Regions from separate parts of the Gossypium hirsutum genome. Here all the other regions are linked to region 2. Evidence: chromatin contacts called from public Hi-C data. All regions are on one chromosome and are shown on one strand. The core of a region is the stretch at or near the end of the contact, and the rest is flanking DNA. Distances in the headings are between cores, read along the strand shown. Region 1 holds the start of LOC107930106. Region 2 holds the start of LOC107930109 (cyclin-dependent kinase C-2). Region 3 holds the start of LOC107930098 (pectin acetylesterase 7).

Region 1 (2,700 bases), core at 102-2,601, 220 kb before region 2:
GTTCAAAAAGAAACTAAGCATTCTTCAGTGTCTTGAATGTCATTACTACCAAATTTCAGACCATATATGGGGAAAAGAGATGAAACTATGAACAATTCTAAAAGAATAAAATAGACCCTTTATAAGTGAGAGGAGAGAACGTGTGCACGTATTGGCTTGGCATGAAATTGACAATTGTCATCCATACTACATGAATAAGAATCATATTGGAGCTAAAGTCATACTGATTTTATTTTACAGATAGACTAACGTTACCTGCATAGGAGGCAAGTTTTTCTTTTGAAATTTGGTTTTCTTGTATGCTATGACCATGGTACCCCATCGATAGGGTGCAGCCCATATCTGACCTTGTGGATCAATATCTCCATTGAGGTTCCTGCGTAGATAAACCTGAGACAATTTCGGGAGTTGGGTAATGTTTGGGTGTTTGTTTTGAATTGAATTAGAGCAAATATTAATAATGAAGCAGTTTAAGTTACCTTCCATTTGCGACTTAAATCCTTAAACCAATCCTGGTGTTCAGCAGCAGTAATGGGTTCAATAACGGCTTTTTTAATAGCTAAAGGGAGCCAAGAGTCACCTAGGGTGAGAATATCAGCAGCAGCTGGAGATGCAGGCCCAATATTTACTTTGGCTTTGGCTTGGGTAAAGGGCAGGCATAACTGAGTGAATATATCTTCAAGAGTTGGGCGGAATTTGGTTTGGAGCTTTAACCGCCTGGATTGAGAGGAGATGAAATCCTTGGACCAAGAGGGAGGTATGGAGCCCTGAAGAGCAACCATGGAAAGAGGAACCGTGAGAGCATAAGATTTAGATTTCCAAATCTCAAAAGCTGCGTCCGATTTCTCATCATCTTCTTCTTGTAGTGTTGCTGTTGAACTGCTGTCCACTGGTTCATTTAGTGAAGAAGATGACAGTGAGTGAACAGTTCGAAAATTAATTAATTAATTAAAAGAAAGAAAGACCTTTTTGGAAGTGACGGGGCAGTGGAGTAAAGGCGGAAGCGGAGGAGCAAATGCAAAGACCCAAACCCACAAACACAAATGTTGAGGCAGAAATACTAAGAAGCAATGAGTTTTTGTTGGAACTTGGGGCGTTGTCATGGAGATTAAGGCGAAGAGGTAAGTTGACGGAGGAGGTTTTGTATCTGTTTGAGTTGGAATAGGGGAGTTGGGTGTGGAAGCAGATACAAGAAGAAGAGCTAAGGGATGCTGCTAATGCCATTTCAGTGAACCCTATTTTCTTCTTCCCCTAAACTCGGTGTTCCGTATCTTATGCTCCGTGCTAGTTATTTATTTTAGGATACTATGCTATCGAATCACAGTTAAAAAAAAAAAATCATTTTCAGTTACAATTTTTGAAAGGTAAAAGCTCCCTCTCAATTTTAATATTAAGCTATTTGATTCCTCACGCAACAATTTAATTCTATATTTTTTTAGTAAAAAAAAAAAGAAACTCGAAGGAGTCATGGAAACTAACATTAGCAACCTAGAAGGAAGCATCTCTCCATGGTCTTGTGCCAAATGAATGTGAATAATCTTCATGGAATAAGCATATTTTGGTATTTGAATATGTATACTAAAGAGTAAATCATAAAAATTGTCACTTTTGTTTGCTTCAGATTATATTTTAGTTATTTATATTTAAAATGTTACGTTTTGGTCACTTACGTTATCGATTTGTTACGAAGTGGTCATTCTACCGTTAATCTCCGTTACCTCCTTAACGGCAGTCCTACGTGGTAGTCCAAATGAGTTTTAAATGCTAACTTGTATATCTTATGTGGCAATCCAAATTAAATTTATTTAATTAAAAATTTATTTTCATTCCACCAACTGAACATCCGAGTTGGCATTTAAAACCTATTTGAATTGCCATATAGGACTTTCGTTAGGGAGGTAATGGAGATTAACAGTAGAGTGACAACTTCTTAACAAAACAACAACGTAAGTGACTAAAATGTAATCTAAGGCAAACACAAGTGATTATTTTTGTAATTTACCCTAAATTTAATGATGAAAATGTAAATAAAAGTAAGATAGTAATGTAAGAGAGAAAAGAACGTACATACGAAATTAAAATGAAATGTTTACAAATACATGCATTGAAAGGAAATTAAAAAAGTTAGTATATGTGAAGCTAAATGTCAAGAAATTAAAATGAATAAATGAACTGATACATTATATGATTATGTTGTGACGAGGGCTTATGGGTTTAGTTTGGGATAGAGTTGGTGAAATAGGGGTTATGATGGGTGAAAGAGATATTGGAATTTTGTTTACGATATGTTCATGTTTATGTTTTTCGGAACATGGTGCACAAGTTGGTTAATAGAGTTCTGTTATTAGAGTTCCGTTAAAGGCCGAGAGTTCTATTTTGGCCTAAGATTGTGGAAGTTATGTTATCGATATTCTAATTATAATCATGATCAGTAAAATATATAAGTAACATGTGATACATAAATGAAAAGTTATATGATATGATAAGCCTTAAAGTAAGTGAAAATGTAAGAAATTGTATAATTATATGAAAGAAAAGAATAATGAATTTAGTTTAATAATCTGTAAATGATAAAAATAATATATGACATGAAAATGACAATGTAAAAAATTATATGACCAACTAACAGAAATAAATAATGAAATTAGCTAAATACTTTGTAAGTTTAATAGTAGGTTTCATGAAATAAGTAAGATTATG
Region 2 (2,700 bases), core at 76-2,575:
GTAAGAACCTTTGATGTCACGGTGAAGTACTTGATTTACATGACAATAGTGAAGCCCAGTAAGAAGTTGCCTCATGTAACACTGGACGAAAGGGTAGCATGGTTAGAAGAACAAAATTATGATGATTGAATGCAGAGTGCTCTCCCTCTCTCTCTCTCTCTCTCTCTCTCTCTTCTCTATCCTTTTTGCCTATAAAATGGGTTACCTTAATTTGGGGAACTGAAAATCTCATCCCAGGTCGATCAGCAAGGCCAGTCAAATCATGGTCCATGTATTCGAAAACCATATAAATTCCACCTTTATACTTGTTACCATCTATAATGCAAAAAAGGGAAAGAGTTAAACCATAGCAAATATTAAGTGTGAGCCGATAACACCTTAATCAGGAATGGTACAACACTTGCCTGGTCTCCCCTGCTCATCCTTCTCCGGACCTACAATTAAAAATAATATAAAACCAGGAGATATGAAGGAAAGGTTAAAGGAGTAATTTTAAGAAGTAGGAGTCAAATCAATAAATGCATTAAAAGCCAAAGGGGCAATTGCAAAATGACGAGCACGTATAATTACCCGGAGAAGTAACAATCTCTTTGAGCTTAATTACATTCTCATGGTGGAGCTTCTTCAGAATTTTAATTTCACGAATAGCTGTTATGGGAAACTGTACAAGTTTGTAGAGAAAGAGCAATTTTTAGCTATGATTTCTTTGATTTATATGAAACATAAATGTATAAGGCGTGAACATACTCCTTCTCTCTCGTTGTCCATGCGTATTTTCTTCAAAGCAACAATTTCACCGGTCTTTATTTCCCTGGCCATGTAAACTTGGCTGCAAAAACATATAGTACTAGAAATTGAATTAAACTGGCAATGAATGGTTATTAAGCAAAGAGAAATTAGAACGCCCTATTTAAGAAAAATAGAGAAACAAACATAAACCCTAAATTGAAAATAAGAGGAAGGGAAAGCAGAAGAACGGACCCGTAGGTACCCTCTCCAATCTGCTCGAGCTTTTCGAAACAATCGACGCTTCTTGATCCCCAGCAGGGCGACTCGTTCAGATTAAGCTGCCCTGCCCCTGCTATCGCCATCTGATTCTTTGATTGAGAATCAATTTAGCAGCTACTTAAATAAACACACAATTCCCTGCAGTTGAACCGAAAGGCCGAATACTGACTACATCAACGGCGGCGGATTTGAACAACTCACACTAGCAGAGGTTCTCAATATACCTAATTGCATGCAAATTCCCCAATTCCACATTCCAAAGGCATTGCCCCGTTCGCCCTGTTTCCCAAACTTCAAATACTAATACGGTTTTCCTTTTTCTTATCTTGTAATATTTGCTTTGCTTATTTAAACCCAACCCAATATCACTAGGCCCAAAACTAAAGTCTAAACTTCTCTTTGAAAATACCACGTATTTTCTTAGCAAATAAAAGAAGACTCACGAACAAGTGGCGGAGCCAAGTGGGCTTGCAGGTCCCGTCCTTTTAAAATAAAAATTTTATAATTTAAATTTTTATAATTTAAAATTTTTAAATTAGTAATGAAAAAATTATAATTTGGTCTTTTTAAAAATGATAAAAATTTAATTTAATCCATTAAAAATTATAAATATATAAATTATTGAAATAATGAAATTACATAGTTACTATTATAAAAATATATAATTTAGTTCCGCACCCAAATAATTTTCTGGTTCCGCCACTATCACGAACACAATACTTACAAAAAAGGTGAAAATGGAAAATTATTTGAATGCCAATATGATATTAAAATTTTTTTAAAGACTATTTTAAAAGCATTTATAACCCTCCAAAAATAAGTATTTATAATCAACCGAATCAAAATAGTTCACAATCAATTGATAATTTCTTAATTGGTTTGGAGGTTCCTCAATACTAGAGAATCTAAAATATTTATTAAATTCTCCATTCACAGAAAAGAAAGTTATAAAAATAATGTTTGATTTGAGATGTCTTAAAGCACTTGAACCGAATGCAGGATGTAGATATTTGGTTTCAGATCCACGGCTCAACTTCCTCAACTAAAGGAATTAAATAAAATGTTCATTATGCCAATCCCATAAGGAAAATGTCTAGAAAAGGTGGGTCATTTTCGCCCAATAAGCTTGTGCAATATGGTTTATAGGGTTATTTCTAAGATTTTGATTTCGAGAATCTAGTCCATCCTTAATGAGATCATCACTTTGTTTCGAAATGCATTCATCAAAGGTAGCCAAATTAGTGATAATGTTGTTATGGCATTAGAATTGCTAAATCTTATAAAAAAGAAGAAGAAGAAGGGAAAATGGTGCATAAGTGCTCTAAAACTTGAAACGAATAAGGCGCATGATAGGTTAAATTTGAATTTTGTTTGAGCAATTCTATGTGCTATGGACTTTGATGAGAAATGGATAAATTTAATTATGCAATGCATATAGACAGTGTCTTATCATATTGTTACTAATGGGGCCCGCACAAGTTAATTTAACCTATAAGGGGCATTAAGCAAGGTGATTGTAACGACTCGATTTTTAGTGATATCAGAAATTGCAGTTTCAAAACTCCATTTCCATAAACTGAGTCCATAAATATTCAATTATGGAGATAATATAAAATATTTAATATGAATATTTATGGAGATAATATAAAATATATTAAAGATTGGTCCAGTAGTTTTTCTGAAATAATAGTT
Region 3 (2,700 bases), core at 68-2,567, 150 kb after region 2:
ATTTTTTAATAATTAATAATATTTAAATAAAAGTAAAAGTAAAGGATGAAATAGTTATCAAAAGTTCAAAACTAGAAAATTTTCTTTTTGGGAACATTTACCAAAACTAAATAGCACCCTTCACGAGGAAGCTCCTGCAACAACGTTTCCTCATACGCACCCCTCTGGGACAAGTACATAATCCGCCACGCTATTCTTCTCTGGAGCAACATGACAAATAGTAACCTGCCATTCCCAGCCCAACAGCCGTCGAATATGTCGCACCATGAATTTAGCCATTAACTGATGGTAGTCGTTGACATGCATTTACTACGGTTACGATGGATTTCACTTAGATAATTAATGCGGGTGCATTCATATTTTTAAAATTTCCTGTGTGACAGCCCAGGCCAACCAATTGTGGTCTTGCATTCCTGTTTGCTGCTTCTGTCTCCAATATGTTATGAAGGATTGGCTTGTTTTTGCATATTTAACTCTCTTCTGTATATATAAAAAAGAAATAATAAAATTCATTTTTCAACATTTAAGTATCCTTTTTTTTGGAAGAAAATCTGAGCCTTTTTTTTTCTTTTACTTTATTTCAAGGGGAAAAAGGCAATACTTATATAGGAAGCAATTGATGAATTTATTTCAAGACTTAAAAAGTAATAATTTTATAAGGACACGTGTCTATAATAACATACGTTCTGGCACTAGCTTTAAAAAAATAACAAGTGTTGAGGAAAAAGGAAAAGGAAAAGATTTAATACTGTAAATATTTGTTTTATATTTTGATATATTAATTTATTCAGGGTCTTAGTTATAGTATATTTTTACACTATATGTAAACATTTTTTTTTCTATGCAATCACTTTGCTAATTAATAATGTTATTAATTATTAGTATGTGGTTCTTGTGGGTTGATTTAAGATTTTAACTCAACTTATTCCATTCAAAGTATTTGTCTGTTTAGTCGCATCTCACATGTCGATTTTATATTTATTATTTTTGAAAATCATTTATTTAAAGCCACCAGTCAAATTCGAATTAATTTAATATTCCTGACAGATCATAAATTATTTGAAAATTTTATAATATCCATAATTAATAAAAATAAATAGTTATTTATTAATAAATTTATTTTTTAAAATACTTTTTTACAGTAAATAAAGTGTGAGATTAAAATGTGGTTTTATTAAATATTAAAATGATTTTGTCGTTATCAAAAATTATTTTTTGGGCAAGCCCAAGCAAGCAAACAAAGGATAATTTGTACTGGTTGAGCTGTAATGAGTGGTGTTAATAATCCTTGGTTTATGTTTAAAAAGAAAATGAAAAACTAAAAAGTGGAGCGCACCGACAACTGAACTGTGGATTTGAATTGACTTCTGTCTGCTTAGTTGGCACGCGTTACCGAATGAGGACTACAAATGAAATGAGATCAGCGGTGGCTAAGTCTCACCCGATCCAAACAAAGCATTATACTCGTACTAAGAAGAAACTAGTTGTAGTAAGCTATTATATCGTTTCTCCTTTCTCCCTCCTCGTAAGGTAAGCTTTCATCTTAACTACAAAAATAAACAAAGTCTTCTTACCTCAGCCTCTGCCTGAGTTTTTAGCTTTTTTGTATTTACTGTTATTACTATCTTTCCTACTTCGGAAAGCGTTTTCTTTTACTTTATTGATGAAGTAATCTCAGGATGAAGACAAGAAGAGATTGTGTGTGTTTTTTTTTTGGTGAAAAGAGATTGTGTTTTTTAACCACTCGTAGTTTTCAGTTCTTTCTGCTCCGGCGATTTACGAGCGGTGCTGTTAGCTCTCCTCCCATCCTAAGGGATGGATTATTGAATTTAGAAGAGAGTAAGATGAGACACATGATGCGATCTTCTTGCCATGTGTGACCTTTGTCGGATACTTTATTTTTGGGAGGTTCATGACGTTTGTCGGATAGTATTAATTAAAATAATAATAATAATGATAATGATAATCACGATAATTGTAATTTTAGTTGACGAGATTTAAGATCTCAGTTAGGATTATTTTATGGCCTGCTTTTATTCTCACTGCTCTCTTTATTTATATGTAGTAATATTTAGGATTAGTAAATTATGTGTGAGTTACATTGTCTCTTTTGAGTACAATTAATCTATTTTATTCCCTAAATAAGATACATAATATTGCTATATGGCCTATGGGTTGTCGTTATGGGTATGGGTGTGAAATTTATATTCTTGGCTAATTGCATTTATTTTAATATTTATGTTTGTCTGCCGGTATTTGTTTTAGGCTGTAATAAAAGTATATTGCTTTGATTATCTTATATTTGAGAATCGGTGTGAATTTTATATTTTGACCATTCATCGTTTTTATGTTTGTCCGACAGTGCTGTAATAATATTCTTTTATTTTCAAATTAACCTAAGTGTTATTGTCAGAATATTACCATGACCACCCATCTAAACATACCAATCACTTTATGCTTCTTTGGTTTGATTGTGACGGATTAAAAATAGTGATATTAATCATTATTTGTGGGTAGATGATAGCCAATTAGATAATTACTGAATTAATTACTGATAATTATGACACCAAGTTACCGTTAGCAGCACGAGTTGATTATGTGCGGTGCTTGGTGTTAATGGTAGCTTTATTTCTTGTTGAATAATGATGTTGGACATGTGCATGGGTTTTATATAAGCCTTTGTAAGCATAGCAGTAGCAG

The links. Hi-C and Micro-C count contacts between places; a contact is called where the count stands out from the background.
Region 1: a Hi-C map of leaf shows a contact between it and region 2, with 2.7 times the contacts expected there. The contact joins the promoter of LOC107930106 here to the promoter of LOC107930109 in region 2. A contact is called at or near these places in 10 of 34 Hi-C or Micro-C datasets (anther, callus, hypocotyl and 2 more).
Region 3: a Hi-C map of leaf shows a contact between it and region 2, with 1.9 times the contacts expected there. The contact joins the promoter of LOC107930098 here to the promoter of LOC107930109 in region 2. A contact is called at or near these places in 2 of 34 Hi-C or Micro-C datasets (both in leaf).

Annotation. Positions count from the first base shown.
Region 1 is chrA08:108,937,338-108,940,037 of Gossypium_hirsutum_v2.1, forward strand. LOC107930106 reads right to left here and starts at 1,352. Exons shown (of 6, transcript XM_016861674.2): 1 at 966-1,352; 2 at 480-889; 3 at 256-390. The coding sequence starts at 1,224.
Region 2 is chrA08:109,155,705-109,158,404 of Gossypium_hirsutum_v2.1, forward strand. LOC107930109 (cyclin-dependent kinase C-2) reads right to left here and starts at 1,326. Exons shown (of 12, transcript XM_016861677.2): 1 at 982-1,326; 2 at 748-829; 3 at 571-661; 4 at 405-434; 5 at 206-315; 6 at 9-81. The coding sequence starts at 1,091.
Region 3 is chrA08:109,308,743-109,311,442 of Gossypium_hirsutum_v2.1, forward strand. LOC107930098 (pectin acetylesterase 7) reads left to right here and starts at 1,318. Exons shown (of 13, transcript XM_016861660.2): 1 at 1,318-1,530. The coding sequence starts at 1,397.